Regions from separate parts of the Ovis aries genome. Here region 1 is linked to region 2. The links are chromatin contacts, called in public Hi-C maps. All regions are on one chromosome and are shown on one strand. The core of a region is the stretch at or near the end of the contact, and the rest is flanking DNA. Distances in the headings are between cores, read along the strand shown. Region 1 holds the start of JAK2 (Janus kinase 2). Region 2 holds the start of AK3 (adenylate kinase 3).

Region 1 (2,700 bases), core at 15-2,514, 280 kb after region 2:
AGTGTGGATTCAAGTCATTTCCTAGCCTGCTATCATTTGCTCAAAGACCTTTTGCAATGGGTCTTATGTAAGAAGAAATGCAGGAGTTGCTTTGGTGAGATTTAAAGGGACAATTAAGTACAAGCTAGACCTGAATTGCAGCATCATCTGTATGGTGAAACAGGGGCTATAAATGTATCTGTTTTTTCAGATTGACAGAAGGCTAACGACATATGCCTTTCAGACTGACAGAAGGCCCGACATAGCTGGATTACAGGCTCCTTCTTTGGCCTCACCTCTTACCGTTGTCCCTTCCTTTACTGTTCTTCAGCCACACTGACCTCCTTCCTGGTCCTTGAACTTGCCAAGCACATTCCCTTCTTAGGGTCTTTGCCTTTGCTAGTGTTTCTGCATGAAACTGTCTTCACAGATAGCCGCAGGACTGGCTCATTCTCCTTCTTCAGAGCTCCACTCAAATGTTACTCTGGGAGGTCTTTCCTGGCCATTCTAACTAAAATAGCACACTGCCTCCCCACTTCCTGCTCCTTTACTTTTCTTAGTGGCAATTATACTCTGGCACGTTATAAATTTAAGGCTTTTTATTTATTTTTGTCGCTTTATCAGAATACAAGCTCCAGTAGGGCAAGGGGTATGTGGGTTGTGTTCACATAGCATCTTTGGGGTCCTACCAAGAATGGCAAACAGTAGGTGCTCAGTAAATATTTGTTGACCCAATGAATGAGGCTCTTCGGGATGGTGGAAATTGTTTCTCGTTTGCCTGGCACTGCCGCCAGTCCGCAGGCATCTGGGCACCTCATCCCACCCTCATTTCTTTCCAGCAGAAGTGACTGATTGGAATCAGACTCCCAGAACTGCGCTGGCGCGATACGGTGAGTTAGGAACGCGTTGCACCAAACCCTCGGCGCGACTTCCCTCGGCCTCGCGACCAGGGTAAGTCTCTGCTGCGGTGCCAGGTTGTGCGCAGGGGAGTCCCTACACGGCCAGGCTGACTCACTCCCAGCCGCCTCCACGGCGGGCGGCGGCCACGCACACGCCCATCTGCGGAGGGCCCGGCCCAGCTCAAGTTCCCCGCCCGCTCACGCCCAGGGGCCACCGCGGGAATCTCCGCGCACGCCGGTTTGTTTCCTGAGAAGCCCAGGCTCTGTGTAGCCAGTCGTCGGCCGCCCCCGGCGCGCGTCGGTGAAAACGCAGCCTGGGTGGAGCGGCGCACGCGCAGTCCGGGGGTGCGCGCCAGGCGCCGGCCCCGCACCGAGGCGGTCTCTGCAGTGAGCAAGACGCCAGACCAGAGGCCAACTGGGAGGCTGAGTCGGACGTAAATAGGACGTCCCAGCCAGTGTCGCCTGCGGGGCTGAGAAGACGGTGTGACTGCGGAGAGGGTGGAGACGACGACTGTGACGGGCTTCCCGGTTGCCCAAAGTGGGAGTGGTGTGGGTTGCAGGAAGGAGAGAGGAAGAGGAGCAGGAGCGGGCCGCAGCGGCCGACGCTAACGGCCTTCCTGAGCGCTGACAGGCTGGGCCCGCGTCCTGCTCGCTCCACAGTGCGCGCCGCCGCCTCGGGCCCTCGGCCCCTGGGTCCGGACTTGGTGGCAGAGCGTAGGGGCGGAGGGCTCCTATTGCAGCGCAGGGAAAGGCCAGATCTTCGCCGCCGAGGGATGTGAGTGAGAGCCGAACCCGCACGGGAGGGCCCGCGAGGTCTCAGCCTGGCGGACACTCGGACCTTTGCCTGTTCCAGGGGCTTCGTAGTGTGGCCAGCCGGAGGCACCGGGTAAGAGCAGTCCCCTCGGGCTTGGGGGCGCGTCCTCGTCGCCACATCCGTGCGGCGGTGAGTGTTATTGCTGCCTGGGCTCCAGGTGGAGGGCAGCAGTTCTCTCTCTCCTCCTCTCCACCCCGATCTCCCCTTCCCCCCTGCTAGTGTCAGTAAACTCGGCAAGAAAATCCTCCCTTTTAGAAGGAAACCTCGGACGGAGTGTCTTGCTGTTGATACTTGCATCCTTATGTGCCTGATACTCCTCCTCCCCTTTACTTATCTCTCTTTTAAAATTTTCTAGACATCTGAACAGCCTAGAAAAGAGCATCTATTTCCCCTGGATTTCTGCGGTAGTAACTGCCGCTTTTTTTTTTTTTTTTTTCCTTTTAGGTTTCGGAAGCAGGCAAGGCAACAAGATGTGATCTGTTTCTCTTCTGCAGAAGAGGCCCTTCCAGCCCCTTTCCCCGAAGGTGGGTGAGCGATCCTGACTGCAGTCCTTTTTCTCTGCAGTGAAGACGAGGGTGTCTTGAGGTGTGAGTCCGTGCGTAGGAAGGTTGGAAGCGTGTGTCGACAGGCAGGGCTCATTGTTGCTTCTTTGAAAATGGCAGTGCTGAACTTTGAATGTTGCCCTGGGAGGGTAATTTTGGGCTTTATTGTTGTTCTTTAAGAAACAGTCTTCATTTGTTTCTCTGCTGATTGTACATTGTTTTTCTTTGCAGAGAAAAACGTCATCCAATACCCTTTCTCCTCAAGCAACCAAAGATTCTTAATCTTTGAGGCAGGAACATTTTCAAGTAATAAGAGATACTTATTGAGAGGACACTTTAGCTGCTCTTGCTGGGGTTTCTGCTACCGCATAGAATGCTTCCTGGACAGCTTTATCTGCTTAAGTTTACTTTGTCGGTTGAATTTACCCATTTTGCTTTCCGGTGGTTATTAATCTGTCCGGAGGAA
Region 2 (2,700 bases), core at 25-2,524:
TCAAAGCCGCGGGGTTTCCTCTCATCTTTGAACTTCGAACATGTCCTAACTTTCTAGTGCCTTCCCTCAGTAACCCTCCTGAAGCTGTGCGCTGAGGTCAGAGGTTTCGAGGAGCAGTGGCTCAGCAGTCCGAGGACTCCTCACTGGGCGGCAACTGGGAGAGGCTGCGCCGGCAACCCTGAACCTGCATTCGCCGGACCTATTTCCCGCGCCCTGGCCCCTCCGCCCACAGAGCCCCACCGGTGACAGCACGCGGCCACCCCTCCCGCCCGGGCTCCCAACCTGTGCCCCGAAGCATATTATCTCTGAGCAGGTCCCCGCTGGAGAGGTGCTTCAGCTCGAAGTGTTTGGTGATGCGCGAAGACACGGTGCCCTTGCCAGAGCCCGGCGCCCCCATGATCGCTGCGCGCAGTAGCCGCGCAGACGCCCCCATAGCTGCAGAGAGAGGCCGGGCCCGCGCGGACAGTGGAGCTTCGGCCTGAAACTGCGCGCTCACCCACTTCGTCGCCCGGGCCGGCCGGCAGGCTGCGCGGCGAGCAGGGGGCGGCCTTGTCGCCCAGGCGTTCCCGGAAGTGAAGAGACAGCCACTGGGCAACCGCGCCCGCGCCCCGCCGCTGCAGCGCCCGCCCCCCGCGACCCGCGCACCCCGGCTCGTGGCCCCACCCCGCCCCGCCCCCTCCGCGCAAGCCGCGCACCCTCGGCCCTCCCGCGGCGACCCCTGCCCGTGCGACGACTTCCCCGCGCGACCTGCGGCCCTCCGCGCCTCGTCCCCATCCGCACGCTCCCCTCCGTATCGCCTTTGTTTTTCTTCGCCTCCGGGGGCCCTCCTCGGTGACCCCCGGATGACCGCCACTTCCCTCAGGCCCGGACCTCACACCTGTCAGGGCCCCGCCCTGTCCTGCCCAGTCCCAGCAGGAGAGACCTCGCCCGGTTCCTTGACACTTGGCCACTCCTGCCGCGCCCCCTCCTGACCTCTGACCGCCGCTTTGCTCCTCTGGATTACAGGATATCACCCTTCCCCCCAACCCTCCTTCACCCTTCACCGCTCATGCACTCCAGGCCCTATCTTGCTCAGTCCCAGAGGATTGACCGCGCTCGCTCCCGCTTCCCCAGACCCCGGCGGGCTTCTCTGCGCGTCCCCCACTTGCTGCCCCCTCACCCTTGCTCCTCGGTCCCCAGGGTTAACAGAGGTCCTCCCCTTCTCCTCCTCCTAAGCCCGCAGTCCCTTCCACTCCCTTCTCTGCTGCTGAGACTCTTCCTCCTCCCTAGGTTTCTAACGGCGGTTTTTGAGGTACGTTTATCTGAATAGAGTCACAGTGGGTGGCAGTGAACACAAAGGGCTCTCCTCCTCAATTCAAAGAGGAGGAATCCCTGTCGAAATTGAGCACAGGGTTCTAGGTCACACGTCTGTGGAGGGCTGTCTCTTACTTCCCAGGATCACACTTTCAGATTCGAAAGTAACTTGCTTTTACTCGGCAGAGCCTAAAAATACTGACTTTTCCTCAGGTTCTATTGTTTGCCTTCGGCCCGCCCAAGCATATTGTCACACCTATTGATTCTATAAATACTTATTCAGTTAAGTTCCCACTCCTGCAGCTGAAAGTCTAGTGGTGGAGGCAGATAAATGTGCAAGGTAATTTAAGAAAGTACTATGAACAAAATAGGGGGCTTCCCAGGTGACTCAGATGGTAAAGAATCTTCCTGCAATGCGGGAGACCTGGGTTCGATCCCTGGGTGGGGAAGGTTCCCCTGGAGAAGGAAATGTCAAGCCACTCCAGTATTCTTGCCTGGGAAATCCCATGGACATGGGAGCCTGGCGGGCTACAGTCCACAGGGTTACACAGAGTCCGACGGGACTGAGCAGCTAAAACACAAACCTGAACAAAGTAAAATATAATGTGTGGAGGACGGCTGTTTTATATCTAGTGGTCAGTCAAGCTTTGAAGAAATGGCATTTATTGCTCTGAGTACTAAATGGAAAGGTGGAGGGAGAGGGACAAAGTCAAGGAGAAAAGGCCCTAAAATGGCATGTTTTTCATGTTCCAGGAATAGAAACACAAGACAAAAAGACCTATTTCCTCAGTAAAATGGGCATGGAAGATTAGTTTAGAGTTGTTCAAATTATGGGTATAAAGTACAATGCCAGGCACAGGTTAAGTGTGCAGTATTACATTAGAGTCATCCATTATTATCCATTTTTGTAGAAGGTCACTATGCTAAGGAAGAGAGACGGTTCTGTGAAAATAAACAGTGCCATCCTTCACATAAGTTGGCAAATGAGTATCCTCAAACTACTTTCAATTTAGAGATAGGAATTATATCAGAGAGAGATGGTAAGAGAAAGCTTGCTCCCCAGTGAATCTGAGCTGGGAGAATGGGTGGGGGGATTCAATACGTAGACAGCTCTGTACGTGGAAAGAAATTTAGTAGCTCATTCATATTTCTTACTAAGAAAGCAAGAATGAAAATAAAATAATTAAATATTCAGCTCATGTAGTTAGAAAAAAACATCAAAATAATGCTTTGAAAGGACTAGATAAAGAATGCAAATAAAAGGATCAGAAAACTTAAGAACAGAACTAACAAAAAAAAAAATGAAAAAGTTTGGACAAGTACAAGTTACAGACCACTGGAGAACAGGTGCATAGAGACTCCTCCTGATCTCCAAAACTGAGAACATTTGAGGGTTTAGATGCAAAA

Evidence for each region. A called contact is a pair of places that touch in the nucleus more often than the background predicts.
Region 1: a Hi-C map of liver shows a contact between it and region 2, with 5 times the contacts expected there. The contact joins the promoter of JAK2 here to the promoter of AK3 in region 2. A contact is called at or near these places in 4 of 16 Hi-C or Micro-C datasets (blood, hypothalamus, liver and 1 more).

What each region holds. Positions count from the first base shown.
Region 1 is chr2:73,328,107-73,330,806 of ARS-UI_Ramb_v3.0, forward strand. It overlaps JAK2 (Janus kinase 2), which reads left to right and starts at 1,265. Exons shown (of 25, transcript XM_042243421.2): 1 at 1,265-1,821; 2 at 2,137-2,216.
Region 2 is chr2:73,051,293-73,053,992 of ARS-UI_Ramb_v3.0, forward strand. It overlaps AK3 (adenylate kinase 3), which reads right to left and starts at 1,275. Exons shown (of 5, transcript XM_042243414.1): 1 at 1,160-1,275.